Linked DNA regions of Mus musculus: region 1 is linked to region 2. Evidence: chromatin contacts called from public promoter capture Hi-C data. All regions are on one chromosome and are shown on one strand. Each heading gives the region's core, a stretch centred on a gene start, on an enhancer-like site or on the middle of the called end of the contact. The rest is flanking DNA. Distances are from core to core; before and after follow the strand shown.

Region 1 (5,141 bases), core at 2,136-4,635, 99 kb after region 2:
AGGTCTGAGGCTGAGGTGTCTTGCAACTTTACATAACTCATCTCCTCACTGGAGGAAGAATAGGCACTTGAGTTCAGTCTCTAACATTGCACACCCACTGTATCCTTCAGGATGAACACAGTTCTGCCCCTGTTTAAAGCCCATCTCACATTTCTTATGTAACCTTTAAGTCAAATTCATATGACTTGTGGCCTGTATTCATAAAGCAACTTTATTTTTGCCACTTAGTCTCTCTTTAAAGCTTCTTTGTGAATCAAATTATTTCCCTCCTGTGGATAAACACAGTCAGAGGCCAAGACATCTCTGGACCCTGTTAGGTGTCAAAAAAGTCCCAATAGCAGTTAATTGAAAGTTGTGAGCCCGGAGTGGTGGTGCGTGCCTGTAATTCCAGCTATTGAGAAGTAGATGCAGAAGAATCAGAAGAAGTTCAAGGACATCCTTTGCTACACAGTGAGTGCAAGACAAGCCTGGGCCATATGAGACCCCTTCTCCTCTAGCCCCCTTAAAAGAATCAAACCCAAAGAAAACAGGAAATAAGCAAACAAAAAATGTGTGACTTCTCTCTGACCTTGAACCTGTTGAAGACAGGAAGTGTACAGAGGGAAAAGAAACATGTATCATTAGTCAGGGCTCTCTAGAGGAACAGAACTGACTCTGTGTGTGTGTGTGTGTGTGTGTGTGTGTGTGTGTGTGTGAAGGGATTTATTAGAAAGACTTACAGACTATGGTCCAGCTAGTCTGGTAATGGCTTTCTACTGATTGGAAGTCTAAGAATCCAGTAGTTGTTCAGTCCACAAGGTTGGATATCCCGGCTGGTCGTCAGGATGAGCTGGAATCCTGAAGAAGTAGTCTCCAATGACAGTGAAGGAATGACCTCAGGGGTGGAGGAGTGCAACTGGGGAGAACAGATCTAGAACAAGAGTGTGGTCAAGATGCATCTGAAACTATGAAAATCTTCTCTTGAGAACAGAATCTCATCTTGAGACCAGCAGGAGTAAGGATCACTCCCTCCCAATTCTGCCTGCCCAATGACCCCCTACCTCTGTCCTTCTTGGGAGAGTCAAGTAGCCTCTAGACCAAATTACAGGTGTAAGCACCTGGAATCCACCTACAGGCAAAATAAAGCATTCCTGGCACCTCAGCCTGAGCCAACAATGTACACTCTCTCCTACCCAATCCTACCACTCCCCGAAGTTTATATAGCCCTTGTTACCCCTGAATAGAAAGAGCTGTTATTTCATGGAGTATTGTCTAAGAAGAGCTGTTTCACTTTCCCACCATAAAGGACACTGAAAACCTTCTTGGAAAAGGAGTTCTCCTCAAAGGCCTGTTCTTTTGTCTGGAGGGTTCAAGGGTGTCAGTTCTCAGCCACGTCTGAGGAAATCTTCCGTAGTGGCTCCCTTCTGACCCTGAACATGCTCAGTATGTGCAAAGAGATTTCGAGAGATGTCTGCCTTGTTCTCTTTGCAAAAATATTGGTCTGCTTCATCTGTTGGAAATTTGCTATTCCATGTGCCAAGCCCCAGTGACCACTTTAACATCATGTTGAGAATTCATTTGTGCATTCAGTCGGCATCAGGCTCCTGGTAGTGAGGCACTGTCAAGTGCATTTTTAAGACTAGGCGCATATGTATTTTAACAGCCATATTAAGCAGAAGAAAATTGAAGATTGGTTTTAATAACAAAACGTCCAACCTAGCATATCTAAAACTTCGTCATTTCAATGTGAAATCAATATTTTTTAAATTAGCAAAGAGGTATTTTTTTCATTCTTCTTTTCCTCAAAGTCTTTATGACACAAGTTCACATCTATCCCACCTTCTAGTTAGGAGCAGACACAAGGCAAGAACTCAGTGGCCATCGGAGGCCATAGATTGCCACCAGTGTCAACTGAGCTGGGCATACTGTCCACAGGGCATAAGCTCCTCAGACAGAGTTGATGTCTGTCTTGATGGCTCCTTATCAGTGGTTGGTATACAGGAGGTATTTTACATGTGCAACCTTGAATTGAGATGCAATAGAAAGAATAAAGGAACTTTTGGGGGGGGTTGCAGAATGACTTCCCATAACACTCAGAAATGAAACCACCCAGTTCTGCACATGGCTTGCCAGTACAGTTTGTAATTCATTTCTTCCACAGGCATCCAAAGTCCCTGAAGACAGAAGCTTTTCTGTCTTAACTCTCTTTCACACCCCCACAGTTACCCCTGGTTCCTGGTATTGCGGTGTGCCACTTCATGCAGCCAACAAGTATTTATGCGGTGTTCGTCTCAGACCGGTTACTATTTTAAGTGCAGGGATGGAAATAATGCAGTCTGTGTTGATGGAGCCCACAGGGCGAAAAGAAGCTAACGAAGGTCTGTGAAGGAAATAAATTGGGTGACATGATAGGGTGTGACAGGGGACAGGAGCACTGGGTACTGGAGGAGGAGGGGCCAGTTCTGCAAAGAGCCATCTCCTTATATCTCATCACAGTCCTCCCCGCCCCCTCTGCTGAAGGGACTAACTCAATCTCAGCTCTGCCCTTAACTTCCTGTTTCTGCTGTGCCCTGCTCTCTCTTTGGCCCGCCAGTCACTTTTATCTTCCAGTGTTTCAGCTTCTGGGCTGTCTTCTCAAAAGAGCCATCCCTGACAACCCTGTCCAGCTCCACGTCCCCCTCTCCCCCGCCATAACTCTGTTGACAACATGCATAACACCATCTATGACCGTGTGCATACCGGAGGTAAACTCTTGGTGAAGCCCTCTTGGCAGTTGGAATCTTTTAGTGCCTAGAATATTCCCTTGGTGACTAATATTTGGCCAATAATCACTGATCATTAGCTATGTGGGTTTTTTTTTTTTAATTTTTAAATTTTTTTTCCGAATGAGTAAAGAAAGATCACTAGTAAAAATCTTTGGGAGGTGTTTTAAGGGCTGATTTAAATACTTGTAAACGAACTCTGGGAAGAACACCACTTTATTTTCTGTCTCCTAAAAGAAAGACGGGCTAATCCATCTAAAAGTTACTCTTTGGGGATGCTATGGGCATCCAGTGTCCTAGGAATTGCTTTCAGTTCCTTCAGCACTTAACTGAAGGGCATTTCTGGACCCCTGGAGGAAGTCAAAGGACCACAGGCTAAACATTCCTGTGGAAATGGGGATCCCGATTGAATCACCAAGAGGCAGGTGTTCGCGGAGATCATGTGTGAAGTGGCTTTGAAGACCCAGGAAAGGTCTGGCTAAGGAAGGCGTTGGGGTGGGAGAGAAGCTTGTGGGTCAGGAAACTGTAAAGGAAATCTGTTGGTTCATTACCTGGCGGTTGCTAGGGACGCCCGCCTCCTCCAATCATCGTTCCTCTTACTAGAGTGTGAGCCACACTCTGCGGTTGCTGTGGCAACAGATGGTAACAAGATGGACTCGGCAGTGCAGCAAAAAGTGGCGCGCAAAAAGTGCAGAGACTGTGAGTTGAAACCCAGTTTCGTCAGGGAGCGCGGTGTGGAGTTTGCCCTGGGATTCTGAGTGTACAGAGGTTACCGGATCTCTCAATGGTCTCAGGGTGAAAGAGTGAGCTTATGGGGACTGATGAGATGGCCCCTACTGTTCACCCCACTGAATTTAGGGGATCTTGGATTTCTGTACTTGGGATTCCCGCCTGGAAGCTCGCTTCTAACTTCAGCTTTGGGCAAATCGCTTTCAGTCTTCCCTAGGAAAATGGATGGCAGGTCCCATGCCCTTCCTTCAGCTGTTCCTGCCCCGTTCTCAAAATGACCCTGAAGATCAAATGTGTGGCTAATTATATAAAGGAAAAAATCCCAAACGTGCTCTTCTTATGCGACCCTGAAGCAAGACTGCAACAGTTAACCGCCTCTGTGCCTCTCTGTGAGTGTGCGCAATTAGGGCTCAGAGAGTGCCCCAGGATTGGAGCTGGGGACCAGCGCTTTGTAGGTCTGTGCTGTCCTCGGGGCCCTGGGTTCTGTGTGTGCTTCAATTTCTGGAATCCTGATTCTGCTTGGGGTTGTTTCGTTTTTTATTTCGGAACATTACAAGCGCCCGAGTGTTAATTAGACGATTGTGTTTTAGCTCTTATCTTTACTTAAAGCAACTTGGGCCCCACTTCATGTCTAGTACCACCTGGAGCTTGTCTGGAAGATTGTAGAACAAGAGTTCTATTTTAAACGAGCATAAACAGTGGAGTCACGGGCGTCCGTGTTAGAACTCAGACCTTAATTAAGATCAAATTTGAAACTAGTTTAAAAAAAAAAAATCCAAACTCATGCAGGATAATGAGTTTGTTTGGTTTTTTTTTTTTTTTTTCCAAACCCAGACAGTCACAGAAACACCAAAAAGCTTTCAATGTGGGACTCCTTAAGGACATTTTATAAAATGTATTAGACATTTTCCCAGTCATCCTCACAAATCACTAGAGGGTATATGCGCCCACCCACTGAGTCATTGTTCGTCTGTGTTTTGGGGATCCCAAGTTCACATCAGTTTCTTCCTGGAGAGCATCCGCTCATGTGGGGAATCACACCTTGCTTGGCTGGGGGCTGGGAGGTTCCCTTCTTACCATCTCGCACTCACACCCCTGTGATTTCTACAGTTTGCACAGCTGTCCCTGCACTAATGTTCACCAGCACAATTGGGACCATTGATCTTGCTTTAGGGCCCAGGCTCACGCATTAATGGGCCTGCAACGACAACCATCCAACTATTTTTAAAGTTACCTGTTTTGTTTTCCAACACTCCTGAGTATAGTGAGCTTCATTGTCTCAGTTTGTGCGGCTTGCCCTGGATACTGGTGAATGCTTGAAATGCCCGTTCTTTAAGACTTTTATTATCCTGATGGGAAAAGAATGGCGATCACTTTATTTGTGTTTCCCTGATTGCTAGTCCAATAGAGTAGTCTCTGACTGTTCATTATTGACAACGGCTCTAATGTGAATCCGCTGCCTTTTAAAATGCAGATGCCCTTTTTCATATTGATTTCTAGATATCCATTTAGTTCTAGTGTCAACTTGACACAGCCTAAAATCACCTAAGAAGGGAATCTCACGATTGGCTTGTGGGAATATCTGTGGGGAATCATCTTGAGCCCACTGTGGGCAGCACCATTCCCTTGGCAGGGGGTCCTGGGCTGTATAAGAAAGCTAGCTAGGCATGA
Region 2 (5,383 bases), core at 2,054-4,553:
TCTCCCTCCCTCCCTCCCTCCCTCCATTCATCCATCTGTCTGTCTGTCTGTCTGTCTGTCTGTCCCTCTCCGTCTCCCTCTTTCTCACTGTGTTGTTGATGACTGAACCTAAACCCTGCTACTCAGAAGATAAACATTTAGATAAACAGAGCTTCATCTCCAGCCCTCTTCTTCCTTTTTATTTTGAGATAAGATTCTCACCAAGTTGCCCAGGCTGGCCTGAAACTCATTCTTCTGTGATGCAGGCAGTGCTTGGATCTGCAGTCCTCTTCCCAAGCTGTCGGGCATAGGCCTGTGCTACCAGGCCTGACAGCCACTTGGATCTTATAGAGTCAAAGAACTGCTGACAAAGTGACCAGGAAGCAACAGCGTGATGGCTTCAGATACTGTGTCACCCTGAGCATGGAGGTGACATGTAGAAAATCCTCAGAGCCTACTAAGGCATAGGGAGGTTTGGCTGCCGCCTCACTGGGTCCTGATATTGCATCAGAGAGACTGATGGCTCCCACTGTCCACTCTTGGTGACCTATGAGGAAGAGTTGAGTGGTCTAGGAGGCTAGGAGCGATCCCTGGCCCTTTCCTGCTCAGCTTCTGACTTTTCAAATACCTGCTCTCCATCCCCACTGCTAGTGACCTCTTTGAGTACAGTCTTTTCGAATGGAAGGACTAGGTAGCACCTCTTCTTTCTGACTTGAAAGGGGCTGAGTAAGGGTCACCACACCCAGCCCCAGCTCTCCTCTCACTGGACCAAGATCTTTTCTAAAGTCTCCTTTGTTTACAAGAGTCCAGGAGCGAGGTGGCTCCTCTCCCTGGTGCCTATGATTAACTGGGCTCCAGTGAGCTTCCTCCAGGGACTCTGGGAGCTGTGGAGAGTCTCCCAGAGGTTTTTAAGGTAGTGGAGTAACAAACCTACAACAGATCCCTACGTTGCAAACAGAAGCCAGGACAAGAGAAAAAAAAGAGAGAGAGGCTCAGACAGAGCCAGAGTAGGGCAGGTGATGAGGGGCTGGGCTCATCTGCAGCCTTGGGGTGTTCAAGAGGCCAAGGTGAGGGCCAGCCACCAAGGTACCGAGAAAGGCAGTCCCAGGCTTATTTCTAGATCCCTCAGTGGAATCCCAGTTTCTCCATCTATGCCCTTTCGTTTCATATCGATTTCAGTTCTGGGCCCACTTTGGGACTTCCTTGAGGGTGTGTATGCAGGGGTCCCTTTCTGGGATAAAAAGGAATTACCCCCCACCTCCAAAGCAGGGCTGAGGATCTTTTGTGGGCTAGTCCTAGAAAAAAAAACCCTCTTTCTATCCTAGTAGGAGTCCACTTGAATGGACGCTAGCCCCAGCTGGGAGCCACCACCACCACCCAAGTCCTGCATCATCTTCAACTGCACAAGGGGACTCTGCCAGGAAGCATCTCAGGGTGGGACCAAAAGGGTGCAATTGTTTGTTTTTCTTTTAGAAAACTCGGTATCTCAGAACAGACTAAATATAAGGTTTTCATAATGACTGAAAGGATCACTGATGGCCCCCAGGGAAAAGTAGACGTGGAGTCGGCTGTTTCTAGCTGACTCATGTAGCAGGAGGCCAGTGGTATAACCCTGACAGCTTGGTAACTTTCCTTGCCTCGCGCCAAGTCTCTGGTGCAGATACACTGGCCAAAGCATGTCCCGTGTGCAACGCAGTGATGAGAGGCCGTGAGGCTGCTGTCAGAGCCCCTTCCATCAGGGAGCTGGGCACCAGAAGCAGGGAAGTGGAAAGGCAGCCTCTCCTTGGCCCCATTTTTCAGACTGAGAAACTGAGGCACCACCTTCAGTATCAGTAGTTCTCGGGCAGATCACCATCCCCCCCACCCACCCCCACCCCCCAGTATCCAGATACCTAGTCCTCAACCCCTCCAGCTTTCTCAGTTGCCTCCAAGGAAACTTCACCCACTGGCATCCTCAGACACTAACCCTTTCCTTGCCAAGGCAGACACTGGGAGCAGAGGACCTCTGTGCACCCACTTTCATACCTTACCAAGGGGATTCGGAGAGGAAGGAGAGAATGTAGGGAGTTGCTAACCGATAAGACTATTCCCTGCCCCCTCCCTCTCAGTCCCGGGATAAACAGGGCCACTGAGCCACCACCCTGCCAACAGGTCTGAGATGCCAGTGCATTCTGGGTGTTCATCTTAGCCAGGCGTTGGAGGGTGAATTGAATTTTTTTTTTCCTTTTCTTTTCTTGAGTGATAGAAAAGTCTCGGGCAATATCAGAAGCTGGGGGGTGGGAACAGAGGAGAGGTGAGGGACGGGGTGGTGTGTGTGCTCTTTTATATTTGAGTCAGATAAGACTGTAGACACTTAGAATCCCAGGTCTGGAAGCCACCTCCAAAACCATTCACCTGGACCTCACTTTTTGGGTTGGTCATTGTCAAGACCATGTAGTGGAGTGTTGGTCACTGGAGTGTGACACCACTCCCCTCCACCCCCATCTACAGACTCACAGGGTACCCAGGAATCTATATTACCAGGTAGCAGGCTGGGGGCTAATACCAGGACCCTCCCACCACATCCGCTGCTGCTGTAGTTGGGAAACCCACATACTGGTAGGGTTTTAAAAAAAAATAGATAAAGAAAGCCTTGGTTTGTTTAAAAAAAAAAAAAAGCCCCCAATGCATCCTCTACTCCTGCTCCTGGCCAACCAGGCTAGGGGAGCCGCCCCCTCCCCCCAGGTTCCCTTCAGGACGCTCAGCTTTCTCGAGCCTCTGAAACTGGTGATGGGGGTAAGAAGCAAGAAGGGAGAGTGAGGTTTGGAGACCTGTGGCTACGGGACTGGAAGCAGGGCGTTAGCTTGAAGGAAAAGGTGAGGAAGGAGGCAGGGGAATGTGTCATGGGAGCCTTTTTTTGCCTAGGCCTCCTCTCTGGGAACGCTCAGACTTGCTCAGAACCTGGGCCCTGGCCACCCTGCATTGGGAAAACTTACTGACAGTTGCCACCAGGGCAGCCGGGCATTTCCCCGAACTCAAGACCCCAGCAGGCTCTGCCACAGAACAAACCACTTGGGGGCGAAGCATACCTACCCGCATTGAGCCATGCCCCTGACCCCTTTGCCAAGCTCAGGTCCCCGAGGGTCAAGGGGCCCAGAAGTTGGGAGCTTTACTGACCGTCAGCATCAAAGTGCTTCCAGATTTCCAGGAACTGGGATGCAGTCAGCTCGGCCAGGTGCAGGTAAGGGGGCTGCTGCTGCGGGCCAGCCATGGCGAGCCGCTCCGGAGATCTTAAGCCTCTCTCTCAGCGCGCTGTCACTCGGTGCCGCTTGGCTCTGGTTCTCGCGCTGGGGCTGCGCGCCACGCTGCCTTTATATGCAGCCCGGAGCTGCGCCGCGTCGGGCCGCCGGAAGGGGGCGCGCACACTCAGGGAATCGCGCAGGGCGCGGCGCTGCACGGGCGGGGGCTCTTCTCTGCCAGGGTTCCTGGGGACCGGGAGAGAGTGTTCAATGAGACTTCTGGGTGCCCTCCGGGGACACCGCAGGTATTTAGCTGGAAATGGGGAGAGGCAGCTCCTGCCTTCCCTTCCCTCTGTCCATCTTGAGCACACCCAGTTTCTAGTCGCAGCAATAGCATTATTAACAAGTAGCAAAGCTAAGATTTGAGCCCAGAACTCTTCCTGTCCTGTGACTCCCTCGAGGGGTACCAGGATTGCAGGAAAGCAGGGTTCTCAAGGTTTTACCGTAGGTGGACAACTGGAATCGACAAGGTGCAATGAGGATTCAGATGGGAATGGAGGAACTACTCCACTGTTCAGTAACCCACTTCCCTCCGGTATCTGTCACATCCTGCAGACTTTTAGACCTTTATCCAGGTAGTAGCAGACTGGAGCCTCCCGTAGTCCCGTAGGTAGATGGCGGTAAACTCTGACCCAAAGATGTGCTGAACTTCTGTTAAAGAAAACAGACAGCAAGCACAGCACACCGTGGGGTCTCCTCAATCAGAGAGCCAGCCTCCGTCCCATATCCTCCCTACTCTAAAGGTCTGCAGTGTGTGCTTGCTTCTTGGACACCTTACCTTCAGAGCAACAGCAAGCACCCTGCCCCTAAAAAGAAGGACAGAGACTTGAATTGCTGCTCATTAACATGTGCTAATGAGTGTTAGCTGAGCTGCCTTCGAAGGGAGAGCAAAAGAGAAGGAGGTGAGAATCTAAAGCAGGTCGCTAGGGGAGAGGAGAACCCGGGGTGGGGTGGGGGGGAGGGGGGGGAGCGGAGAAGAGCAGGCTGTTTCCTGGGGTCAGGTTGAGGTAGCTCGGAGCTAACCTCAAAGGGCAACATGGAGCCCAAGTTTCAAAACTGCTGGTGTGTTGCCCAGGCACACAGTTTGAGGTTGTTTACAAGAACAGACTGGGAAAGACGCAGCAAAATAGGCTAACTGTTGGGGCTTCTGTAACCCAGCATTCCTTGCTGCCAGGGCTGAGAAATTACTAAGCTAGAGTCCCCCAGCCTGAGTCTTGCCTTCGAGAAGGCAAGAAGGCTCAGTCCTAAAGAACAGTTGCAATAGAATCAAACTCCTCGGGTCTAGTTCCTAAACAAACAACAACAAAACCTCCACAACGTTGTTTGGCTTACACAGCCTGTCTGTGCCTTGGCTTTCCGAGTCTGTAAAATGGGTGTGTGGGTATTGACATCTTGGATTGTTCTGGGGATTACATGAGTCTGTGTTCCTGTCCTTTATGCTTGTGCTCTCTGGTGAGCTTGGAAAGGATTCCTTGATCAGAGGGAGCACTGGTCAGCTTTCCATCGCCATGGTAAAATACCAGAGGAGGTCGAGTTCAAGGAGTAAAAATGTTTATTAGAGGTTTCAGTCTGTGGGCAAATTTGGTTCATTGTTCAAGGGAGCTGTCATAGGCAGAATGTCATGGTGGGGGCCTGTGGGGGGGAGAAGGCTCCTTATCTTGTGGCCAGGAAGTGAAAAAGAGGGAGGGAGTTGAAAGGAGAGGAGGAAGACAAGAGAACAAGACACAGCCTCCATGGACATTCGAATGACTTGTTACCTCCCAGTTAGTCCTATCTCCTTCAGTGTATTCAGTTATGGACCTGTCAATGGATTGATCCAGAGAGGAAGTCAAAGCCCTAACCATCCATCCACTTTCCCTTCCCCAAATCCCACCTCTGAACACCCGGCCCACTAGAAGCCAAGCCTTTAACACGGAAGCCTTTGGAGTCTGTTCCAGATTCAAACTCTTAGCTTTCTGCAACCCCCACCCCACCCCGAAGTTGCTACTGCTTCCTAGAAGGGCGAATGCCAGGGTGAGGTCCAGGGGCAGATGAGATAGGTGATGTTTCCAGAATACCAGCTTTTAAACTCCTAGGCACCCAAGGGACTAGCCTCAGACCTCCTGGCTCTAGCATCTGCCCTCGGG

Evidence for each region. Capture Hi-C pulls out chosen DNA fragments and counts their contacts.
Region 1: a promoter capture Hi-C map of pancreatic islet shows a contact between it and region 2. The contact joins the promoter of Hydin here to the promoter of Calb2 in region 2. A contact is called at or near these places in 9 of 39 promoter capture datasets (cranial neural crest, embryonic stem cells, hippocampal neurons and 3 more), 7 of 484 Hi-C or Micro-C datasets (CD8 T cells, brain, cerebellum and 4 more), 2 of 115 datasets of contacts at active chromatin or transcription factors (both in embryonic stem cells) and 3 of 9 other capture datasets (adipose tissue, liver and pancreatic islet).

Annotation. Positions count from the first base shown.
Region 1 is chr8:110,263,592-110,268,732 of GRCm38.p6, forward strand. Hydin (HYDIN, axonemal central pair apparatus protein) reads left to right here and starts at 3,386. Exons shown (of 87, transcript NM_172916.2): 1 at 3,386-3,440; 2 at 3,678-3,859. The coding sequence starts at 3,745. It overlaps Gm26832 (a long non-coding RNA gene), which reads right to left and starts at 3,431. Exons shown (of 5, transcript XR_879191.3): 1 at 3,293-3,431; 2 at 2,206-2,359; 3 at 720-910.
Region 2 is chr8:110,164,909-110,170,291 of GRCm38.p6, forward strand. It overlaps Calb2 (calbindin 2), which reads right to left and starts at 3,304. Exons shown (of 11, transcript NM_007586.2): 1 at 3,136-3,304. The coding sequence starts at 3,229.